Regions from separate parts of the Gossypium hirsutum genome. Here all the other regions are linked to region 1. The links are chromatin contacts, called in public Hi-C maps. All regions are on one chromosome and are shown on one strand. Each heading gives the region's core, a stretch centred on a gene start, on an enhancer-like site or on the middle of the called end of the contact. The rest is flanking DNA. Distances are from core to core; before and after follow the strand shown. Region 1 holds the start of LOC107941841 (RING-H2 finger protein ATL47). Region 2 holds the start of LOC107937016 (THO complex subunit 4A). Region 3 holds the start of LOC107937007 (protein SOSEKI 2).

What was found. A called contact is a pair of places that touch in the nucleus more often than the background predicts.
Region 2: a contact with region 1 is called in a Hi-C map of leaf, with 2.4 times the contacts expected there. The contact joins the promoter of LOC107937016 here to the promoter of LOC107941841 in region 1. A contact is called at or near these places in 4 of 34 Hi-C or Micro-C datasets (callus and leaf).
Region 3: a Hi-C map of leaf shows a contact between it and region 1, with 2.8 times the contacts expected there. The contact joins the promoter of LOC107937007 here to the promoter of LOC107941841 in region 1. A contact is called at or near these places in 8 of 34 Hi-C or Micro-C datasets (callus, hypocotyl, leaf and 1 more).

Annotation. Positions count from the first base shown.
Region 1 is chrA07:16,471,091-16,473,773 of Gossypium_hirsutum_v2.1, forward strand. It overlaps LOC107941841 (RING-H2 finger protein ATL47), which reads right to left and starts at 1,384. Exons shown (of 1, transcript XM_016875463.1): 1 at 881-1,384. The coding sequence starts at 1,384. The coding sequence ends at 881. It overlaps LOC107941848 (60S ribosomal protein L23A), which reads left to right. Exons shown (of 4, transcript XM_016875474.2): 3 at 1-58; 4 at 465-729. The coding sequence ends at 549.
Region 2 is chrA07:16,720,608-16,723,290 of Gossypium_hirsutum_v2.1, forward strand. LOC107937016 (THO complex subunit 4A) reads left to right here and starts at 1,359. Exons shown (of 5, transcript XM_016869828.2): 1 at 1,359-1,676; 2 at 1,776-1,922; 3 at 2,313-2,381; 4 at 2,471-2,652. The coding sequence starts at 1,515. It overlaps TRNAV-AAC (transfer RNA valine (anticodon AAC)), which reads right to left and starts at 1,301; the gene lies at 1,228-1,301.
Region 3 is chrA07:16,639,282-16,641,964 of Gossypium_hirsutum_v2.1, forward strand. It overlaps LOC107937007 (protein SOSEKI 2), which reads left to right and starts at 1,307. Exons shown (of 5, transcript XM_016869819.2): 1 at 1,307-1,582; 2 at 1,656-1,918; 3 at 2,274-2,343; 4 at 2,434-2,683. The coding sequence starts at 1,675.

The sequences.
Region 1 (2,683 bases), core at 134-2,633:
AAGATGCTGTCAAGAAGATGTATGATATTCAGGCCAAGAAAGTTAACACCTTGATCAGGTAATCTTTTATAATAGTATACCCACTACAACTTATTTCATATAGCCCAAGAATGAGTAGCGGTTTGATATAATTGTTACTACTACAGTTTGTAGACTAGTAAGATCTTTGATATTCATTGAATATTTGGTTCGGTGTATGCTAAATGTGAAGAACTGCAAAAGAATAATACATTGGTTGTGTATGTTTTCGAAATCTAATTATCAACTTTGAGATCATTTCTCTGTTGATTTGCTTTAGAGCAACGGTTTTCTTTGTTTTCTGCAGTATTACATACATTTGCTTGCTTGTGTTCTGCAATTAGGCTTCTTGACGACTCATTTGTTTCATCTCTTCATATTCATCTGATGTCTACAGCTTTAGTGTTTTAGATATTAATTTTTTGGTTATGTTTCTCTTAATCCAGGCCTGATGGAACAAAGAAAGCATATGTTAGGTTGACACCCGAATACGATGCCTTGGACGTTGCAAACAAAATTGGTATTATCTAGGCTAGTTGGTAGCTACCTTGTTGAGCATTTATTTTCCTTTTGTTTGCAAAGAGAAATTATTTCGAGACATTGAGCAGGTATTTTTATTTTTATTAGCACTTAAAAGTTTGTAATATTGCATTGTTGTTGCCAATTAGCCATCTCTGGTTCAACTTAAGACAGAAGGTGATTTTTGATTTACATGCTTTGGGGCATTTGTTTAAAAATGGTTCACTGCTTGAATGTTAGCTATTTATACAAAACCGTAGTTATAGGGGCCACCTTTTGAATCAAATCTCTGGTTCAGCCCCAAAAGATCTTCTATCTATAAAGTCACCAAAATTGCGAACGTCTAAACAGAACATTCAGGCCTTTCTGTTAGATTGAAAACACTTGATCTGCAAAGTGGGCAGCTTGAGTGTGATCGAAACCATGTGTCGATGCAAGAAACGTGGAAGGCATGTGTGCAACTTGATAAATGTTTTAGCCATTCTCCTTCTTCAAACTCAGCCAAACAAACTGCACAATCAGTGTTGCTCGGCCACTGCGGTTCTTTATTTCCCTTCTTGAATTGAGATATTGGAAGGGAGTTGAGAACAGTAGATTCCAGTGCATTGCTCTGAGGTTGTGAAGAAGGATTGTCAAAGTTGCTCTGATCACTTAGAATCCGGCTTTGAAGCTGATTTCTGGGGAATATTGCAGCATTAAATTCACGGCAGAGTCGTCTCAAAACCGTGTAGGAACTAAGTAGCATGAAGATGATAGAAACAATAGCAACTGAGAGAATTAGCAAGGGATTCCACTTCGGTGGTTGTGGCGCTAAAGCTGGAGCTGAAGAGGGAGACATGCTATACATGGTGAAATGTAAAATAAAAGCATGCAAAAGGGCTTTGAACGAAGGTAAGTTGCTGAATTTATTGAAGCTAATCCTTTAACCTAGATTGAGAAGAGCTCTTTTCATAGGAATATATGCCATGATCGTTTAGCCGAAGGGGAACGGTTAAATCTAAGGAGGAACAAGTAAAGACATTGGGGCAGTGGCGATAATATTAAGTTTTGCTCTTATTCCATCTGCCGCCAAATAGTTTACAAACATCTTAGACACTGACAATTTTAACTGTGAAGACAAAAATCAGGGATAACATCTTCCCATTCCCTTCCCAATATGCTTGCCAAAATTTTTTATTGTTGTATTATTTTTTTGAATTCAAATGAACTAATATTTAAAAAATAGAGTTCATTTTTTATTAATAAATTTCAATAAATTTATTTATTATTTCATAATAATATTTTTTTAATGTTAAATTAAACAAATTTGAAATTATGGTAATTTTATTAACATCAAAATTTTTTTGGGTGTTTTTTATGTTGGTTTTACGTTCTCTGGGATTCTGGGATTCTGGGATTCATCTCAAGTTTGTTGGAGTTGAGTTTTAGGCAATGAATAGAATACTCGGAAGATCTTGATTACATATGGTTAGATTTCCATGTGGGTGTGTAGTTTTGGGGTTTCAGTTTCAAAGTCAGCTTTACTTTTTGTGATAGTTTCAATTTGCTTGATTACTTTTGATATAGCTTTGTTGGAGTTATATGCTCTTCTCTTTATTGTGGTTTTGTGTGATAATCTTGTAGAAAAATCTTTTAAAGTATAATGAAGCTTTTGAGTGGATTTATAGTCATGTGATTTTTACCTTTTGCTTTAAGAGGAGTTTTTCACATAAAAAGAATCCATCTCATTTGATTTTTTACTTGTGGTTATAATGCTTTATTTTGTATTGATCTTAGAGGTCTTCAAAAGCGTCCTGGCGAGATTTTCCTAAAAAATATTGCAGCATTAAATCGACAGCAGAGTGATTCTATGACAGATTTGTGTTGAAATGATGAAGAAATCGAGTGAGTTACGATACAAAGAAAGGTATGGAGCAGCTGAGAAAATATAACTCTAATACTCAGACGAGAGGATCTCATTATTTATACAACCTTATTATTGTTAGATTCAATAAAGATGGATTGATGTAACACAATTCTCAAACTCACATTCGCTAAATACAAATATAACAACACTGCAACACTGATTTATTGACGAATTGACCGATCACAGTCACACACTAACTTCACATAACCTGCCCCTTACTTATGCTTAAGTTTTGATACC
Region 2 (2,683 bases), core at 109-2,608, 250 kb after region 1:
GTTTGATAAGTATAAGCACTGTTATTAATACAAGAATATGTGAGTTTAAGTACGTCGAAACGTATTATCTTCTTATTTATGAATTAGGGAGTGATTATGAATAGTTTTAAACATTATGTAAAAAAAAATCCAAACTTATAATAAAATTATTAAAAAAATATCAAATTGAAAATTCTATATCAATGGACAGTCGAAAGATTATTCCTTCTTTGGCACTTGTCCTTTACAGACAGTTTTTTGTTTTTCTATTTTTATTTTTATCAATTTACATTTCAGGAAAAAATGGTTGAATTTTAGTTTTAGTTTTTCTATTATATTTAAATTTAATATATTAAGTTTTAATTTTTAATATAATTTGATGTCTATATTTTTTATAATGTTATCATTTAGTGTAAAAAGTTAATATTATTTATTTTTCTATTAAAATATTGTAGTGATTATATAAAAATTGAATGACGAAAGTGTCTATATTGACATGTAAGTAAATATTCATCTTTTTAGGTTTTCATTGCCTTTTTTTTTTTAACACTATAAGGCGATGGTCAAATTTTAAATTTGACTTTTAGACTATGCTTGAACTTAGATTTTTATCTAATTTAGTCTTTTTACTTTTATAATTTTATTAGTTAGTTTAAATAGTTAACATTTTTAACTATTTCAATAAAAATGATGATGTCACTTTTTCTTAAGAACACTATTCCATTAGATTTTTTTTTATCATGACAAGTTCGCTTAAGTGCTTTTTTTAAAAATCCTAATCAGTATTTTCAATGTTATTTTTATTGTTACATAACTATCAAGTAAATATATATTTTTTTTAAATTTCAAAATGTCACACCAAAGAATTTAATAGATAAATTTTAACAATGGTAATAATTGGACTTGAATTTTTAAATATGAAAAGTAGAGGGATTAAATTCCTGAAAATAAAAACATGAGACTAAATTCCAAAAGCACGAAATATATAAGGACTTAGAACATATTTTAACATCTAATTATTTATTTGTAATTTGACACAAACAAATAATTAACTTAATGCAAAGTATAAACGGAAAACTATACAAATAAATTTAATTTATGGGGCGAAAAGAAAAATAAATTTATTTTGGAACATAAAAAATTAACAAACTCATTTATGCTGTTATGTAGTTAAACTAAATGATTTTCAAGCAAAAAATGTAAAAACGCTCCAAGTATCAAAGTCTACTTTAGAGTTACAAAATAGTATGGCGTCGCCCGGACTCGAACCGGAGACCTTCAGTGTGTTAGACTGACGTGATAACCAACTACACCACGACACCCTGTCGTCTGTGGTTTAAAATTTATTTTATAAAAACGTAAACGTACGTTATAGCCTTTATATTTATCCAATGAAATTATTTATTTTATTTCTTCTCTTTGGCGAAAACCCTATCTATCCTCCTCTGAGCTTCCTTTTTCCTTTTCCCTCTTTCGAGTCCGTGCTTTTTTCTAGGGTTTGTTCTTTGATCTAACTAACGCAGATTATTAAGAAAATGTCAAGTGCTTTAGAGATGTCGCTAGACGATCTCATCAAGCGCAGCCGTAAGTCTGGATCCGGAAACTCCCGGGGTCGAGGCCGTGGATCCACGGCGGGACCCGCCCGCCGCATTCCTAACCGCCGAGCGAACCGCTCCGCACCCTATACCGCTGCTAAGGTAAATAGCTAGGGCCTCATTCCTGATTGTAACTTTTTTATAACTGTTTTCCCCCGTTTTATTCGATTTTTGTTTACTAAGTTTGTTCTCTTCGTTCAGGCGCCGGAGACGACGTGGCAGCACGATATGTATTCGGATAAGGGAGCAGCGTTGCAAGGACAAGCAGGTCGGGCCTCCGCAATAGAAACTGGGACGAAGCTTTATATCTCTAATTTAGATTATGGTGTTTCCAATGACGACATCAAGGTATTTTTTTTGAACATAAAACTTTCCGCTTTTATCTCATTTAATTTTTATATTATATTTCATGTTCTGTTATTAATACAACGGTGACATTTATTTGAATTTTCCCCTTAAGGTCTTATTTAAAATTTCTTATTAATATAATGGTGATCTGTTCTCTATAAAGTTTCTCGTGATTCTTCAGTCTTAACTCTTCAAGAATTGTTTACATATTCATTATATTTGAGATTAGTTGGGGCAAGAGAAGTCTAGCCATGCTTAGAAATACTTCTAAAATTTTCCCCTTGAGATGGTCTCCATAAACTTTGATTATTGATTCCTGAGTTTAGCTCTTTGGACTTCTTCTCTCTATTTTATTTTGTATTTTCCTGACGTTTTTGTGTTCATATATAGGAGTTATTTTCGGAGGTTGGTGACCTGAAAAGATATGGGATCCATTATGATAGAAGCGGGAGATCGAAGGTATCTAATCGAGTTTGGCATTAGCTGGTCCTTCCGATGAAATTCTTTGTATCCTGCTGTAGTTTAGAACCAAAAACTCTTTTTCTTAGGGAACGGCAGAAGTTGTCTTCTCGAGGCGAACAGATGCTATGGCTGCGGTCAAGAGATACAACAATGTTCAGCTTGATGGGAAGCCGATTAAAATCGAAATTGTGGGAACAAACATTGCCACTCCTACTGCACCTTCAGCAGCTAATGGCACCTTTGGAAGTTCAAATGGAGCCCCTAGAGGGTATGTTCTGTAATATATTGGGTTGATCCTT
Region 3 (2,683 bases), core at 57-2,556, 170 kb after region 1:
ATGGGGTGGAGGGTTTTTATTTAATATTAATATTAACATTAATATAATATTTAAATTTATTATTATATTCTTTGAAATTATTTATGTATTTTTATATTATATATTTTTTCAATAATCATTTTTTATTTTTTTAAATTTATTATATATTTTTAAAAATATTTATGTATTTTTATATATTTCTTAAAAAATAATTTAGAATTAGGATGGGCAAACTTTTTTTATTATATTGACTTTTCAATTGCCATGTTACCTTCCCGTTGTGTAATTAATGGAAATAAATAAAAAAAATCTCAATTAATCGGGTGAAAAAAAATTCATAATTAAATAACCAAAAAAGAAAATAACTCATAAATTAATTAGATTACTCGTGGTGTAACTTACTATTGTAAACTTTTAATTTGAATACATAAATCATATTCTAGGTATTAAAACAATCCTTGCAAATTCAAATATATAAAATGTTATATAAGCTCTGAGTTGTTAGTTACGAGACAACTTAACACTGACTAAAAATTTAAAATTTAAACAATTAAAAAATATCATTATAGGGTGTTTTTATTTTTTCTTAAATTTATATACAATTTATAAAAAAATAAATTAAATAAAAAATAAATATAGAAATAACTTAATTTTACTATTTCAACCAAAATTTTATTATTTTTTTGCATAAAATTTATTTTTCGCACATACTATGCCATACTCTAATATTTATAATAAACCAAAAAATAAATAATTATATATTCAATATAAATATTACAAAAATACATATATATTTAATATTTAAAATTCAAAGTAAATTCTTTAAGCATTTAAAAAAAAAGGAAATTTAAAAACTCTACCACCAAATTAGCTTTTATTTTTGGTTTTTTAGTATACTCCTTATCTATTTATGGTTCGTGTTTAAGGTATGTTATTGTCCCTCCTAAAAATACTGTTTTCTAAATTCAAATGTGAATTACAATTTCATCTCACAGTTAGTTCAAACTAGTTTTAAAAACAATTTAAGTTTTTTATTTGTCCATAAAATTAATTTAAGTTGAAGATAGAATTTAATGATAAAAACTAATTATTTAATATTAATTAGGTCTAATGATTTATTTGATCTTTTTAACTTTTTAAATTTAATTTTTTTGTGTCTTTTAATTTTTGAATCCGTATTATTTATTGATTTTATTGACATAGCAATACACATATATATCACGTTTATAATTAATTAAATTTGAAAAACTGAGTTTTGTATAAAAATACTTTAATTGTCAAGCTTCATATCTACGTTCTTCCCAAGTCCTAAACAAAAACGTATGGTAAAGGTAGGACGGCATTGTTTGGCTTAGGCTTAGCTATTTGCACTTTTTAACTACGTAGATACAAATAAATAAGCAAACTGGGAATTTGACTCTCAATGCTCCATATTGCGACAACTGAAATCAATATCTCCCTTTATCTTTTTCCTTCCTAACTGTTGTCTGCTGCACCCTCATTTTCAACTCTTTTCTTCTCTTCTCCGTTTCACACTTTCTCTTCTCTTTCCTATAAAATCCAAATCTACCCCTTTCTTCTCCGCTAGCTTTTACTTCCTCAGGTAAACTCACTTTCTCTCTCCTCTCCCCTCTTCATTCTCTCATTCTCTCTGTGTTTCTTGTTTGGTTTTGCAGATAGAGAAAGTTGCTTGCAATGGCGGTCAGTTCTTCCAGAGGAACAACTACAGAGTTTGGGGTTGTTTCAAGGAAATGGAAAGAGAGAGATATAAGCCCTGAAAGGCACAAAATCTGGATTGAACCCAAGTCTCACCCCACCACCACCAACAGCTCTGAAAAGAAAGTTTCTGTTGTTTACTATTTGTCTAGAAATGGTCAGCTTGAACACCCACATTTCATGGAAGTTCCTCTCTCTTCTCATCATGGCCTTTATCTCAAAGGTAAATGCATTTGGTTTCCTTTCTGGGTTCAAAATTAGCACAACTTCCTTTCATTTCAAGCATTCTCTGTTTGGTTTGTAAGAAAGTTCAAAATTTTAAATTTACTTTCACGTCCCAAGAAATGCTTTCTGCCAAATGGTCGTGCCCAGCTCCATAGCTGACAAAAGACCCAACTTTCTGTTTTCTCGTAAAGAATAAATTTGTTAAAAGAAGTGATCTTTTTTTCTGGTTCCTTGTTTTTCTAATCAAAACCTTTTCTTCTCTTTGTTTGGATGCCGAGAAAAAGCACCCGATTTTATTCTAAATTTCGAGCAAATTGAATCTAAAATTATCTCGTTTTCCTTTCATCTTTCAGATGTAATCAACCGCCTAAACCTCCTTCGAGGCAAAGGCATGGCTAGCCTTTACTCCTGGTCCTGCAAACGGTAACACTCTCATTCATTCCTAACCGTCTGATCACATCCCCTCACCCTCCGATATTTAATATTATTCAGTGTTGGTTTTCCTAAACTCAGGAGTTACAAAAACGGCTTTGTTTGGCACGACTTAGCGGAGAACGATTTTATTTACCCATCTCACGGCCAAGAATACGTTCTCAAAGGATCGGAGGTTCTGGACCATCCGATAAACACTCAATCCTTGGAAGTAAAGTCGTCTTCTTTTCGGCTAACAAAACCGTTGGAGAGTCAAAAATCCGAGAACGGTCATGATTTTCCGTCAATCAGACGGCGGAGGAATCAGTCTTGGACTTCCATTGATCTCAAC